Linked DNA regions of Mus musculus: regions 2 and 3 are each linked to region 1. Evidence: chromatin contacts called from public promoter capture Hi-C data. All regions are on one chromosome and are shown on one strand. The core of a region is the stretch at or near the end of the contact, and the rest is flanking DNA. Distances in the headings are between cores, read along the strand shown.

The links. Promoter capture Hi-C pulls out the DNA fragments that hold promoters and counts their contacts.
Region 2: a promoter capture Hi-C map of pre-B cells shows a contact between it and region 1. The contact joins the enhancer-like site here to the promoter of Otulin in region 1. A contact is called at or near these places in 7 of 39 promoter capture datasets (the 3T3-L1 cell line, the C10 cell line, the HPC-7 cell line and 2 more), 3 of 15 datasets of contacts at CTCF or cohesin (CD8 T cells, the NIH/3T3 cell line and pro-B cells), 2 of 484 Hi-C or Micro-C datasets (bone marrow-derived macrophages and pre-B cells), 5 of 115 datasets of contacts at active chromatin or transcription factors (T-cell acute lymphoblastic leukemia, bone marrow-derived macrophages, double positive thymocytes and 2 more) and 3 of 9 other capture datasets (adipose tissue, liver and pancreatic islet).
Region 3: a contact with region 1 is called in a promoter capture Hi-C map of the HPC-7 cell line, with 3 times the contacts expected there. The contact joins the enhancer-like site here to the promoter of Otulin in region 1. A contact is called at or near these places in 11 of 39 promoter capture datasets (the 3T3-L1 cell line, the C10 cell line, the HPC-7 cell line and 7 more), 3 of 15 datasets of contacts at CTCF or cohesin (CD8 T cells and the NIH/3T3 cell line), 61 of 484 Hi-C or Micro-C datasets (the 3T3-L1 cell line, the AML12 cell line, B cells and 42 more), 16 of 115 datasets of contacts at active chromatin or transcription factors (CD8 T cells, DN3 thymocytes, the HPC-7 cell line and 10 more) and 4 of 9 other capture datasets (adipose tissue, liver, macrophages and 1 more).

What each region holds. Positions count from the first base shown.
Region 1 is chr15:27,628,769-27,633,899 of GRCm38.p6, reverse strand. It overlaps Otulin (OTU deubiquitinase with linear linkage specificity), which reads left to right and starts at 3,207. Exons shown (of 7, transcript NM_001013792.2): 1 at 3,207-3,442. The coding sequence starts at 3,291.
Region 2 is chr15:27,752,470-27,757,600 of GRCm38.p6, reverse strand. It overlaps Trio (triple functional domain (PTPRF interacting)), which reads left to right. Exons shown (of 57, transcript NM_001081302.1): 42 at 1,046-1,135; 43 at 2,371-2,463; 44 at 3,538-3,588; 45 at 3,812-3,889; 46 at 4,820-5,011. Among named protein-coding and RNA genes, the nearest start is that of Otulinl, 73 kb to the right of the region's middle. Within about 2 kb of position 2,515, at least 22 of the 459 cell types and tissues checked have an H3K27ac peak or open chromatin away from gene starts, as enhancers often do. A contact at or near this core is called in pro-B cells, where this site is marked.
Region 3 is chr15:27,721,383-27,726,513 of GRCm38.p6, reverse strand. No RefSeq gene overlaps it. Among named protein-coding and RNA genes, the nearest start is that of Otulinl, 42 kb to the right of the region's middle. Within about 2 kb of position 2,548, at least 82 of the 459 cell types and tissues checked have an H3K27ac peak or open chromatin away from gene starts, as enhancers often do. A contact at or near this core is called in B cells, CD8 T cells, the HPC-7 cell line and 15 more, where this site is marked.

The DNA.
Region 1 (5,131 bases), core at 1,958-4,457:
GTGGGCAACACCACTGCTTAACTTTGGAATCTGGATTATATGAATCATGATATAGTAACCTGAGCACAGGTAAGTCCACATTTGGGTATTTTTTTTTTGTTTTGTTTTGTTTTGTTTTGTTTTGTTTTTTGAGACAGGGTTTCTTTGTATAGCTCTGGCTGTCCTGGAACTCACTCTGTAGACCAGGCTGGCCTCGAACTCAGAAGTCCACCTGCCTCTGCCTCCCAAGATAAGTCCACATTTATTCTTTCTCTACTCTTAACTGTGGAAGAGACTACGTGCTTCAGGTTCCTGCTGCCTAGACCACCCTGCAATGATGGGCTGTAACCCAAGAATTTTGGTCCAAAATAAGCCTCTCCCTCCAAGTTTGTTTCTTTTCTTTCCCTGCCCCTCCCCCACCCCCACCCCACCCCCCAACAATGGTGAATACAACTAAGAGGCATAACCACCCAAGGAGTAAGATCCTGGGAGGGAGACTATTTGTCCTGAAGGTGTGTCCAAAGCTCCAGGCCACCCACCAGATGGAGAAGCACACAAACAAGCCATGGGTAGGCCAACTGCCCTGATCAGCTGACCTTCTCATGCTTCACCCTAGTAAAGCCTTACTAAGAAAGGCCTTGGTCACAACCTTTCTTAGGATTCTCCTGCTACACACACACACACACACACACACACACACACACACACACACACCCCTCACTCCTTTCTAATCTCCACCCTTAAATTCATTCTTCGAGTTTTCTGGAAACTCCTTGACTTGGGTGCCTGTTGGTTTTCTAGGATTTTAGCCCCCTGAAGTTATGGAGTGCTGAATTTAAAGACATCCTTCACTTTCTTCCCATTTCACTCCTTCCTGCCTATTATCACCAAATGTGATGGATACATATGAGATTCTGTGGGTGTGAAATGTGAATGTGGAAACTGCTAAGGGCTAAATTACAACTCAGAGCCCAAGAGCTAACGTAGTTCCATCTGGGCAATAAAGCTTATTTCTGAATTCTTATTTTGAATTCAGGCTCTTTACCTGTTAGACTCGTTGCAAACATATTTAGTGTGGTAAAATTTTAGATATCTTCATCTTGAGCCTTGTATTAATTTCCTCAGACTATTGTAACAAAAAACAACAAATCAGAGGGCAAACAACAGAAAGTTAAAGTTTTGGAAGCTGAAAGTGTGCTGTGAGATTGCTGGCAGGGTTAAGCTTTAGCCAAAGAGTCTTTGGATAGCCTTTGTTTGCTTTATCTTAGCTTCTGGTAAGTTCCATCATTCCTTAGGTTTTAGCTGCGTTCCTTCAATCTCTGTCTTCTTCCCCACATGGCTTTATTCCCTCTGCTGTTTATCTGTCTGTGTGGTCAGTCTCTCCTCTCAAAACACCAATCAATAGCTTTACAGGACACCCCAATCCAACATGACATCACCTTACTAATCTCATAGACAGAGATTCTTCCCCCATCCCCCGGCCCCCCGAAGTCAGATTGGGATGTTCCAGATGGACGTGAACTGGGTGATGACCTACTACAATCCTTCCTCCTTAAGTTCCTCAACCAGTTTGCTTACCATTTTATGCTTTGAATTTTCAGCAGGTGTGTTTCTTACTTTTTAAAGAAAAAAAAAAAAAAGGAAAAGAACACCTCAGAGTTATTTGTCTCAAGACAAACGTTCTTTCTTTCTTTCTTTCTTTCTTTCTTTCTTTCTTTCTTTCTCTTGTTTTTGTTTTTGTTTTGTTTTGTTTTGTTTTGTTTTTTTGAGGCAGGGTTTCTCTGTGTAGCCCTGGCTGTCCTGAAACTCACTTTGTAGACCATGCTGGCCTCGAACTCAGAAATTCGCCTGCCTCTGCCTCCCAAGTGGTGGGATTAAAGGCGTGCACCATCTCACCCAGCACAAATGTTCTTTCTATAGTTTATCCTCTTATGTTCCCACCTCCCCGAGTTTATCTTTACAGGTTCTTTACAAAGAACATAGCCCTCCCCTGAAAGAAAGTAAGATAGTTTAGTCTGGAGCCAAGGAAATATGAGGCACAATGGTCCAGGAACACAGATTTGACTTATTCCAAATAGTCTCCATATGCTCCAGCCTAATGGCTTCCTTGCTTTTTTGTTTGTTTGTTTGTTTTTTTAAATAGTAACAGAACAAATCAAACATTAAGTCAAAGGTCTTTCTAAAACGCATCAGGTAGATGGTAGAAATGTTTGTTAAATGTTTGTTATGTGATCTGATGTTATTCTGGCCGTAAGTCTGTAGATCCCAATGATTTACCTAAAAGCTATAATGAGGTTGGCAATAAATGGCTATTAAGGAGAACTGAAGATCGCCCAAGACTGTGCAGCTTACTCCTAATCGGTAATATTCTAGCTCTCCATAATCAAGGACGTTTTAATCACCCAATCAGCCTTGGGGATGTTTAACACTAGTGTGCTCCCCTCACCTCTGAACATCAGTTTAGTCCTATGCTTTAATATTTAACTGCAGGCAAAAATGATCTTTCATAAATGGCCTTATAGAGAGAACACGGAAAAGACGAAGCTCAAGCTTATCAATCTAAACTTGGCTTTTTATGATCTGACTTCCAATCTTACTTTTCGGTTCTGCCCCTGAACCTATCTGCAGGCTTCCGAAATGTCCCTGCCTCGCTATTGCTCCATACTCGGGTTCTGCCTCAAGGCTGGAGCCATGCCTACTAACTCACCCACTCTCCCCGGCTTCTGCGCCTCCACGGTCATACCTTGGAAATCTGTTAATGTCAGCCCTTTACTCTTACTCTTAAATCGATCACATGAAGCAATCTAATTCAAGATGGCACAGAATGTTGTGCTTGCTCAACTACGACCCCACAGCCGAGGTCAAGGCCACGTGGGCTCCAGAGGCCGCGCTGGCACTGAGGAACGGTGCCAGCAGAACTTTTAGGGGACCAAGGATGAAGTTCTGTACCGAGGTAAGTACTACCCGGCATCCTAACTCTCTCAACTCCACACCGCCCAGCCGCGTGTCCTGCCCAGCCTCCAACATCCCCCAACACCACCTACTGAGCCCGGACATGCGCAGTGGGCACACGGCGCGGGCCGCTCCAGGCTCCGCGGCTCAAATCCGCTCTGCGCAGGCGTCCTCCCTCCATTCCCAGCCCCGCCCGTTCCAGGTCCCCTAGCCTCTCGCCACGCCCCCTTGCTGCAGGTCAAAGGTCGCGGGGCGGGCCACAGTGACGCTTACGGAAGCGCTCTGCGGACCTCGCGGGGTGCGGGGCAGCGCAGCCACGGCTCCGGACGGCGGGACGGCAGGGCCCGGCGTGGCCGCGGATGAGTCGGGGAACCATGCCCCAGCCCGGAGCGTGGCCCGGTGCAAGCTGCGCCGAGACGCCGGCGCGCGAGGCCGGGGCCGCGGCGCGGGACGGCGGGAAGGTGACGGCCGGCGCGCAGCCCCGGGCCGCGACGCGATGCCCGGCCGAGCAGTGAGTGAGCGGGGCGGGCGTGGGAGCGGGCGCGGGCGCGGGGCTGCGTGGGTTCCCTCGGTTTCAGGTCGGCTACCCAGACCGAGCAGTAGAGAGTCGGGAGTGTGGACCCTGTCACAGCTCGGTCACCCAGGCCGCCACACTCCCGCTTTGACAACTGTCCAATCCTGAAGTTAGGGAAAGCGCTAGGAATTTGGGAAAGAAATCCAGAGAGGCCCCTTTAATGATCCACTGACTCCCTGTAGCTCTTTTCCCCTAACCTAGCTCGGAGGAAGTGAGTTCGCCCCAGTAACAGCCACAGAATTGTCCTGCGATGTCACCACTTGAAGAGTTTCCCACCTGTTGGACAGACTTTGGCCACAGGCTGGCCCTCTCCGTTTTACCCCGTCAGACCCTGGCTAGGTATTCCTACCACTCTTTGCTTTTACACACACACACACACACACACACACACACAGGCACACAGTTTTAGAGCAGTTCCTTATTGACTGTGAAGAAAAACAGTAAGTTAGAAGCGATTTCACTGTGCAGGGTTTGGAGGTGTCTACTGAGTTCGTGGCACAGTTCTAGATGTCTTTGGACTTAGAAAATCAAAAGCTCCGACAGTCAGTTTTCTTATGATCCAAAAGTTAAAGCATAAGGTGTGTCTAGATGGACCTTTAGAGCTCTTTCAATTTCCTAAGAAGGGGTCTTTTGAAGCCTTGTTAAGGAAGACGGGATATAATAGCAGCTCAGTTGTGAGGTGCTTTGCGGTGGGCTTTGACCGCTTTCGTTTATTGAGCGCCCGAGTGTGATGGTAATTATTCCTGTAATGAGCTAGTGGTAACAGGAAAGGTATAGAGTGGGAAGCCTTAACCTTCTCTAAGAGCTAGGCTGCCAATTAGCGTTAGTGACATTGTCTGTTAGCTTTGGGACTTGGGGAGCTTTTAGCTCTTTATTTGGGTCAGCATTATCTAAGCTTCAGCCATAGTTGCTGTAGTCAATGAATCTAGATAGCCTGGTTTTTTTAAATGAAATGTCCTGATTCTTAAGTAGGGACACTTATTTTTCTTTCTATTGAGCTCCTTTATATTACAGGGCCATGTTTGAGTTGGTCTAGTCTGTGGTTGCCAGGTTGAAACTGTCTAGGTTAGAGATGTCTCTTTCCTCTGCTCTTCCTCTGCTTCCTGACGGCTCTGCCTTTCAGCCTGCTTTCCTAGTCCATTCCTTTCCTGGATGCCCAGCCTTTTAAGCCCTGCACCTCAGTCTTACCCTAGCAGTTTCACATGCCTTGAAAGATACCTGAGCCTTTGAGGCCAGAACCACATTCTCCAACGTACACACAGTTGTTTGGAAGGTTTTCTGGTGTGGTGGTTCTCACGAACACCTTGGGGAACGGACCTCAAAGGGAAGGAGTCTTCACACTGCTGTTAGTCTTAAAGCTGAAACCTGGGTTTGTCATCTCACTCTTGAGGAAACAGGTGCGGATTGTGTTGTTAGGCAGGGAGAAACAGGTAGGAGATTTTAAGACCATGGTTCTTGACACCTCCCCCCCCCCCCCCAACTCCCTACCCCTTACCCCCTTCTTCTTGACCTCCTCAGCAACACTGGACAGAGAGGCATGGCTTATAACCACGCCTATGTTTGTAATTTGAATGTTATTAGCTGTTTCTTTTTTTCCTTACTGCCTGTGTTGGCTTTAATTGACCC
Region 2 (5,131 bases), core at 1,266-3,765, 120 kb before region 1:
GGCTGCTGACCTGCCAGGTTCCTGCAGATGTTGGCAGTTCCTTGTATGTTATCCGCCATCAGACTTAGACTCACCACTGCTCCAGCAGGAGAGTCTCTAGGCGGTGTCTAGCTAAGGCACATATTTTCCAGAATTCTTTATATTTTTTTTTCTCCTCTTAAACTTTGGGTTTCCACTGTATGTCTGCACCGCCAGTAGTGTGTCTAGTCTTGAGATGACAAGCTTGCTTCATCTGTGCTCAAGAGAATTCCTACCAGCCTCTGGAGTAAGAAGAATTGCAGAGTGTCCATCATTCTGTCAGGTTCAGCTGGTGGTTCACAGCAAGCATGTCTGTGGAGCTTACATCAGTCACAAGTGCTTTTCCCCCAGGCAGTTACTAAAGAAGCAGAAGGGTTGTGTAGACCTCTGCCCCGACTCGAGAACACTAAAAGGATCTGTGTGCCGTATTGAGGTTTTAAGGGGATGAGTGACTTGTATTACGTCATCAGTGGCATCCAGAAGGGAAACTGGCATGTTCCACAGCAGGTTTGCAGTGGTGACAGATCCTTGCTGTGATGCCAGCCATTCCCCCCACTGTGGGCCCATGCCACGTTGGCACACGCATAGACACTGCAGGAGGGCAATGGTATCCTAGTGTTGTTTGAAAGAGATTTTTGACCTAAGAGAACCTCAGATAGGCCCCAGGGACCCTAAAGGGTCTGCATACATAGCTTTGAGAGCCTGTTGTCCCTTTTTTTCCTGCCATGGGATCTGAGATTATAAAGACAGTACTGGCAGCCTGGGCGCGATGGAAGTGTCTTCTTGAGTTGCCGTTGGTGTTGCTGGTACAGGCGAGTGAGGGATCAGGCCTGTACCAGGAGTGAGAGCAGAAGGCTGTTTCAGAGCCTCAGAGCCAGGGTGGCCAAATGCCCCGAATCTGGAGTGAGCTCCCCAGCGTGGCAGCTTTGCTTTAAGATGGCCCCTTTTCTGTGGGTGGTACTGTGTGCTCCGATGGTCTAGTGGAACTCTCAGTGCTTTAACCATCTGTTTGCCTTTTGCTTCCTAGGAGAGACGGTTGCACATGTACATAGTTTATTGTCAAAATAAGCCAAAGTCTGAGCACATTGTGTCCGAGTACATCGACACCTTTTTTGAGGTAAGACTCAGCGTGGGAACAAGTGGTTCCTGACTCTTGCTGCACTGTGATTGCTTGAATTTAGAGTGCCACGACATCTGGAGACAAAAGGATCTTCTCCAAACTGGCCTCAGAGATGAGGTTCCTAAAGCTTGCTTTGCAGTCTATAAGTCAGGGAAATGGGTGTGGATTCAGACTATAGTCACAGCATTTAGAAGACTGGGTGCTTAACAGTAAATGGTTTGAGCAGTTCTCACACCTGGGAACCCTGCGACAGGGTAGAAAATCACTAGGTTAAGGCTCCCTTGGGCTACATAGCAAGGTAAAGTTCACCCTGGATAACGTAACGAAACTCTATCTCAAAATAAAATAAATGACTTACAGAAATATTAAATGGCTCAGAGCAGAGTTCAGTGGAAAAGCGCTTTGTGCTAAGCCTACGGTCTTCAGTTCATCTACCTGTAATGCGTGGGAAGTGGCTCCAGACTTTTGTTTTGTTTTGGTGGTTGTGGTGGTTGTGGTTGTATGCCTGGTGCCAGTGGAAGTCAGACGAGGTCATTGGATTGCCTAGGGTTATGGCAGTTGGGCAGTATCTTAGGGTTTTACTGCTGTGAAGAGACACCATGGCCATAACCAAGGCAACTCTTATGAGGAAAACATTTAGTTGGGGCTGGCTTACAGGGTCAGAGGTTCTGCCCATTATAACCACGGTGAGATGCATGGTGGCATGGAAGCAGAGATGATGCTGGAGAAAGAGTTTGATATTGCAGGCAGAGAAAGGAGACTGCCACACTGGGCCTGGCTTGAGCTTATGGGACCTCAAAGCCTTCCTCCACAGTGACATCCATTCTAATAGTGCCATGCCCCATAAGTCGGGCATTCAAACACATGAGGCTGTGAAAGCCACTCCTATTCAAACCACCACAGGCAAATGGGCAATAATAAGCACGCAGTGGATGATGGGAACTGAACCGGGGTCCTCTTAAAGAGCAGCCAACACTCTCAACTGCTGAGCCATCTCTCTAGCCCTGCGGCCAGTCAGGCAGACAGAAAGAAGAAGCCTTCAAGTAAATAGACGTCTCTGAAAATCCACTCAGGAAGGTTCAACCCGAATGTTTAAATCCTGAGAGATGGGAAGCTTTTGTTGCCTTGGTTTCACAGGACTGCTGGAGTTATAATTATAAGGAACAAAATGTTGCCACTTCACAAACAACACCTGAGGTGGTTTGGTTTTGTTTTCCTCTTAAAATCCCCAGGACTTAAAGCAGCGCCTGGGCCACAGACTGCAGCTCACTGATCTGTTGATCAAACCGGTGCAGAGAATCATGAAGTACCAGCTGCTCCTGAAGGTGAGGGCTGAGGGGGGCAAGAGCAGAGTCGCTGGTCACTCTGCTCAGTGGGCGGGACTTCCCTCACCGCCCACACCTCCACCTGGTGGGAGACCGCTCTACTGCCTTCTTGCAGAGCTGCTTGCTATTTCTGGTTCCAAGTGTTTCAAAGTAACTCTTTACACTGTTCTTCAACAGTTCACTCCTCTCAAATTCTGAGCCAAGTTCTTGTTTGTCTGCCACATACCTTGGACTGCTAGTGATTTTTCTTCAGCTCTATCAACCTCATTTTTAAATATATGTATGTTTTATGTGTATGGGTGTTCTGCCTTCTTGTATGTCTGTACACCCCATATGCTTGGTGCCCCTGGAGGGCAGAAGAGGGTATTGGGTCCCGTGGGACTAGAATTGCAGATGGTTGTGAGCTGCTGTGTTCAGCTGAGCATCAAACTTAGGTCCCCTGGAAGAGCACCCCACTCTTAGCTGATGGGCCATCTCTACAGACCATAATCAGCCTAATTTTTTAATCTTCTAGGAATTTTTTTAAAAGATTTTATATTTTATTTTATTTTATGTGTTTGAGTGTTTTACCCCATGCATGCCTGTGTACCACATGTATGCCTGGAACCCATGGAGACCACAAAAGGGCGTGAGAACCCTTGAAGCCAGAATTACTAACAGGTGCCAGCCACAGTGTGGATGCTTGGTATCCCTGGATCCTCTTCAAGAGTGGCCGGTGCTCTTAACTGCTGAGCCATTCCTCCAGCCCGTCTTCTTAGAGTGTTAAGAGAACTAAACTTCGATTTTCCATATGGCCTAGCGAGAGCTACGGGTTACTTTAAGTTAGAAAGCACCACCAGGGATGACATCACATGAAACTTAGGGCCTGCACATGGAGAGAGGCCACAGCTATCTCAGAATAAACTGGGAAGCAAGGACAGCTTCACCATCAGGATGCCTTTGTGTGTGGTTCTGAGAGGAGGGAATGTGACTGTGAACGACCTGAACCAAAAGTGCCCACTGCAGGAAGGGCAGTTGGGGCCAGCTGCCCCCGCCCATCACTCTCACCACATCTCTCTCTTCGTTTCTTCACAGGACTTCCTCAAGTACTCAAAAAAAGCTAGCCTGGACACATCCGAATTAGAGGTACTTAGGGTTCTGTTGCTCTCTTGCAAACCCCCCCTGGCGTGGGGTCTGTTCCTGGGAGGGGCCACTGAGGGTGTGGGGTCTCTGATGTGTCTGTACTCCGCATCTGTACTCTGGAGGTGTGGAGGGAGAGAAACTTAAGCTGGAGGTGCAGTGGAAGGTGGGCACTGACGGGTTCCTGGGAGATGTGTGGACGCTAGCTCTGCTTTCTCTCCACCCACAGAAAGCTGTAGAAGTCATGTGCATCGTGCCGAAGCGCTGTAATGACATGATGAACGTCGGGCGGCTGCAGGGATTTGACGTAATGCATTGTTTATTGAGGGGCCCTCCGCTTCCCATCCCTTTCCTCTGTCCGGGGTTATTTCTATGCACATACATTCTTTCTTTCTTTCTTTCTTTCTTTCTTTCTTTCTTTCTTTCCTTCCTTCCTTCCTTCCTTCCTTCCTTTCTTTCTTTCTTTCTTTCTCTCTTTCTTTCTTTCCTTCCTTCCTTTCTTTCTTTTTTCCTTTCTCCCCTCTCACTCTCCAGTGTGACTAACTTTCTTTCCATCTTTTTTCGGGGCCTTTGATTTGCTTTGGGGAGCCTTCTTCTGCCTGCGGCCATTCGAGGTGAGGTGATCAGGGCCTTGCTTTGTCTCTGACAGCCTCTGCATCCTCTCCAGGCATCTAAAGCCACAAAAGCTAGGGATGGAGGCTCCTGCTTTCTCTCATCCCTGGGAGGCTGATTTCAGGACCACTGGGTTCTTGAGTCTAACCAACCTGTACAGGTTGCAAACTCTTTCTGTGTGCAAACTCAGACCAGAAGCTGTTCCTCCAGTTGAGAAGAAGGTGGGAGGTGCTTTAGCGTTCCTTGCCACCCGCTCACTGGAGCATTAAAGCTTAATGTCCCAAGCCTGTGTTTCTCAGACTGAAGCCCACAGTCTGAACTGTGGAGACTTCTGCTGACAAGTCGGGAGAGGGATGCTTGCTTTTTGTCAGAATCATCCCTAAAGAAGTCTGTTCTTGCCCTCTGCTTCTGAGGCCGCTGGTTTTACCCAGAGCTGACAAGACTTTTAACTTAAAGAATTGTTCTGCCTGGAGCTAGGAATTAATTCATCACAGTAAAAGAATAAGCTCTGCAGCTACTAGAAGAATGTGTCATTCTGTGGGAAGGAGCCAAAGGAAACAGATGATTGGTCACTGAGAATATAATGCCCCCCCCCTCTTCCCTCCCTCCCCTCTTCTTGTTTTAGGGTAAAATTGTTGCCCAGGGTAAACTGCTCTTACAGGACACATTCCTGGTCACAGATCAAGACGCAGGACTTCTGCCTCGATGCAAAGAGAGGCGGGTTTTCCTCTTTGAACAGATCGTCATATTCAGCGAACCACTTGATAAAAAAAAGGGCTTTTCCATGCCAGGATTTCTGTTCAAGAACAGTATCAAGGTAAATGCACGCCTGCGAGCTTCATGTGCCAGCACACATATCTGTCATGCTAAGAACTTTTGTGCTTACGGAGGCATTTCCAATGCTCGTTTTATTAAGTATTTACAAGACATTTTAGTA
Region 3 (5,131 bases), core at 1,299-3,798, 93 kb before region 1:
AAACAAAAAATTGAAGAGAGCTGTGCAGAAATCCCGGGGCCTTCTGCAACAGCTAGCTCCACCTCTGTACCAGCGTCTACTTCCTGTCTGTGTAGGATCTGCCCTTCACATCCTATGGGGGCCCAAGTAACTCTTCCTTGGAGTCCCCTTCGTGAGTACAACACCCAGTAAAGCCTCATTTGGATGCTATTGCTTCTCTCATCGTGATTTCTGTTTTGAATTGAGCAAGAGAGTCTGGTTAACCTCATTGCCTAAACCTAGAAACACAAAGAGCTAGCGACACACCAAAATGAGCTGGTGATGTCGGCACGAGCGATGCTTTGCCCATTCCTAATGTCCCTCTTGAGTCAAGCAAAGAATATAGGCTGCTTGTACTGGCTCCCCACTTGGCATCGTCAAGCACAATCAGGGATTTCGTGCCTCATTCAGGCAGGGCAGGGGTAAAGTTGTGGCTCTGCATTTGTCTACTTGTTGTGTTGAAACTGCACTTTCTGCTTTGATGTGTTGCCAGAGAAGGGTAGCCACTCAGCCGTTGCCTGAAAACTCCTTAGCAGTTGGGCCTCATCCTTAGTGCAGGCGCAGGCTTTGTGGGGTCCTTTGGTCTCCACCAGTTGTCACTTCCAGGCTGCTGGCTACTTCAGCTCCAAGTATGGGCAGATGCCACAAAAAGAAATCTCGAAGACCTGAGGTCTCTGGGTACTCTGCATCTTCTCCTCACTTTGCAGAGATTTCCTGCACTCTTCACAGACAAAGCCCAGGGCTGTTTGTTGGAGTCAACAGGAGAAGGAAAGAGAATGTGAACTCTGTCCTCCCAGACGCTGAAGTCTAGGATCAGACTCGCTCTTGAAGCTTCATAGCTTTAGGGTTATATGACATCTACTTCCTAAGACACGTGACCTGCTTGGTTTTCTTTTCACAGTAGGCACTACAGTGGTGAGTGTCAGAAGTTAAGCTCTGCAATCATCTGCTATCTGGTAACTTCTGGAGACTTATTTCATATAGAAATCCTACTTAGCCATTAACACTTGCTCATAATACCCAGAGCATAATGATGACAGACAGGAAATGAGAGACTAGACAGGCCAGTGAGCACCATGATTACTGCACACAGTACACAGTGAGGACACATGCATGGGGACTCGTTGCCTCTGATCTTGAAAAGGATCTGGAAGGAGGGAGAAGAAGACAACGGACTTAAATGATTGCTAAAACAGACAGTACAAAGGACTGTCTCACAGAGGTCTGAGACAACAGTTGAGCTGGGCCTTGAAGAGAAGCAGAACCTCCAGAGAGGAAGCAGGCATCACACCATTGGGTCTGTGGTTTGCTATAGAGGGCGGGACTCTTGGGAGACTGGATCTGACAGGATTTGCTTCCTCAGCTATCTCTCCTGATACCATTTCTTCTTCACCATTCAGGAGCGTTACAGTGTTATCTTTTGCTCTGTCTGTCGCTCCTCTGCTGGCAGCTCAGCTCAGGGCTTCTGTTCAGGTCTGTCAAGCTCCTCTCATCTACCTCCTAGTGCAAGATACAGGTTTGGCATTCAAAGGCTCTTGTGAATGTTCAAGGAAAAGAACAGAGTATAGCAAGCTGATGTCAGCACCAGCATTAGAGGAAACACACTTTGCACTGCTATTGAAAGCTGAGAGCCTCTTCCTCCGGTGGGGTCTACCCACCGGTTCTTTATGACTCCACTTATTCCTGTTAAGGAGCTCAAATAGCAACGACTGTGTCAGAATGCCTGGTAGGAAGCAGGGCGGGAGACACACTGGGCTGATAGCTGGGGAACTGCTTAGGATGCACGGGGCCCATTTCCATCCTGACTTTTCATTGTTTACACCAAGAGAGAAAAGATACAAAGCATCTAGGGGTTTTTTGGTTTTTGTTTTTTTCAAACACGGAAACCATCTTGTAGTACAAGACCCTCCTACACAATGGATTTTCGCCAGAGCTCACCAAAGAAGACAGGAAGTCAGAGGACCTCGATTTCCTGTTTCAGTTTTTATGGCTGAGCAGACAAACAGGAGGCATAAAGGAGCGGTGAGCAGACCCCACCCTCACTTGCCTGAACTGTGGCCTGACCTGGTTTCTCTGAGGCACCTCCTCTTCCCACAAGTTTCCCTTGAGCCACCTCAGTTACTGTATCCCATTCTGTGCGACAGTGATACAAGCTATCACAAAATCCGTGCTTTCACAGGGGCCAGTATCCAGGGTCAGGATTGGAGGCAGGAGGAGAGGTGCCTGAGAACACCCCTCCCCCGTCAGTCTTCTGAGGTCCAATGGGAGAATTCTGCTCCTTCTGCATTCTTGATGCAGACTTGATGTGTGATCCCTTCCAACCTCAGGGCCAGCACTTCCACGTCTTTCTTTGTCCCATTTTCTCATTGCCTGCATCTAGTCGAATCTGCCCCTGCCTCCCTTTTTGGGTCATCCCCTTTAGGATCATCTGGATAATCCAGAAATTCCCTCCATCTCAAGATCCTTAATCACTTCCTCCTAGGCAGAACCGGTAGAGTTCATTGGTTCTAAAGATTAGGACGCTAATCACTCCTAAGAGGCCACGCCCAGCCTGTCACACCAGCTCCACGCTGACAGCTCCTAGCTCTGTCCCCAGCATGGTTCCCTGACTTCTGGATAACTAATTAACTCTATGTGCACTTCACAGCTCTCCTCCACCCACATGTCAACCCCTCACTGTCATCTTCAGCCAGAAACCTCAGCAACACTGTCTGTCCTCTGTGTCCCCAGCTCTCCACGTTCTAGGTCTATCTTCAAAACAGCCCTCTTGAGAGGAAGGAGATGGCTCAGCGGATAAAGTCCCTGTGTGGAAGTGTGAGGACCAAAGTTTGGATTCCCCCACACAAAAAGGCAGGTATGGATGGGCACCGCCGTGCAAGTTTTAATTATCTCTTTTATGTTAGCATTTTCTTTTTATTATTTAAAACAATTTTTAAGTTTAAACATATTATAATCACATTCTTTTCCTTCCCCCGATCCTCTCCCCTCCCTACCAACCCATCTTTAAGTTTTCCTTAAAAGTTCAGTACGACCCCCCCCCGCCCGCCCCAAGCTAAGGAATAAAAAAACACACCCCAAACAAAAACAAAGACAAAAACAAAACTCATCTCATCAAATTGTGACCAAATAAAAGCACACGCACACATACTCGCTCACACACACTTGCATGCACACACACACACACTCACACATACACACACACCTAAAAGAAAAACTTGTGGAGTCTATTACTCAACTACTCCTGAACATGAGGCCTTCCTCTCCTGGTATACTTGATATACTCTCTGTCACTCTATTGAGGAAAACTGATTTCTCTCTCCCAGCAAGCATAAGTTACAGTTCAATTGTTAACTTTTACCCTAGTGGCTAGGTTTTTATTCATTCGTTCATTCATTCATTCATTCATTCATTTGTTCATTCAAAAAATATAGCAAAATAAAATACAGTAAGATAAAACAAAACTAACACATCAAAGTTGTACAAGAAAAACCAGCAGAAGGAAAAGAGCCCCAAGAGAAGGCACAAGAATCAGAGACCCACTCATTCACATACTCAGGAGTCCCGTAAAAAACACTAAACTGGAAGCCATAATATACACAGAGAAGACCTAGTGCAGACCCGAGCAGGCCCTGCGTGTGCTGCTTCAGTCTCTGTGAGTTTATCTGGGCTACCTCCTGTTGATTCGGAAAGCCTTGTTCTCTGGATGTAAGGGTCACCAATGATGTAAAGGTCATCCCCTCTGGTTCTTAACTGCTTTCTCATCCTCTTCCAATGGGGTTCTCTGGGCTCTGTGGGGGTGGGGGAGGGATTGCCTGGAGACATCCCACTTAGGGCTGAGTGTTCCAAGATCTCCCACTCAGTGATAATGTCTGGCTGTGGATCTCTGTGTCTGTTCCCATCTGCTGCAGGAGGAAGTTTCCTCTGATGATGGCTGAATAAGGCACTGAGCTATGAGTATAGAAAGATGTCATTAGGAGTCATTTACCACTATACTTCTCTCTCCCTCTCCCTCTCCCTCTCCCTCTCCCTCTCCCTCTCCCTCTCCCTCTCCCTCTCCCTCTCCCTCTCCCTCTCCCTCTCCCTCTCCCTCTCCCTCTCCCTCTCCCTCTCCTTCCTCTCTCAGACCAGTATCAGTTATCTAGTCTCAGGCTCCTGATCACCCAAGCGGTGATGGCTATGTGATACATTTACACAATGGAATATCACTCAGCTTTTTTTTTAAAAAATTACATCATGAAATTTGCAGGCAAATGGATGGAACTAGAAAATATATCATGCCGAGTGATATATCCCAGACTCAGAAAGACAAATATGCTATGCAATCACTTACATGTAGATATTAGCTATTAAGTTGATGATAACCAAGCTACAATCCATAGCACCACAGAGGGTGTTGTGCCCATTCCTAGAACCACAAAAGACCACCCAGGAGCTGATTCTGATGCAGTCGCATTAGGGTCTTTATTCAAGCCTTAGCTTGGGCCACACTGTTGTCACTGATGCATCAGAATGGGAGGGTGAAGCCCCAAGCCCAGTCTCAAGCAAGCATTTATAGAGGCAAGCAAGCAAGCAGGGGGATTCCAGCTCTCGGCACACATCTGATGGCTATGATGGAATTGGTTTTCAAGTGATTGGCTGGTGCTGGGAGCCAAACCATAAGCTTTCATAAGTAAAATATCTTTAGGTCCCATGGCAACTTCGGCTTTCCTCCCGATTGTGGTTGTTAGGGAGTGACCTGGAGACTAGTGCTAGGTGCAGGCTTATTGGTTAACTCAAGTTCAACATTAGGTCAGATTCTCTAAGATGGAGCCTGAACCCAAGATGGAGTTGGTTTGGTCTCTCATTGGTAGGCATAAAGTAGTAGAAGGGATAGATTGATCTGATTAGGAAAAGGAAATAGAATAAATTAATACGGATGCAAGGGGGTTTGGAATGGGAGGATCAGCTGAGGTGGGGGAGAGGAGACGGGATTGTGGGAAGAGAAACCTTAATTAAGGGGCATTTGAGGGCTAATGTGGATACCTAATACAGTACAAACTTCCTAAAATATATTCATATACGGAGGTGATCTAAGCAAAATCACCAAATAATGGGAGAAAAAGAGTCCCAACTG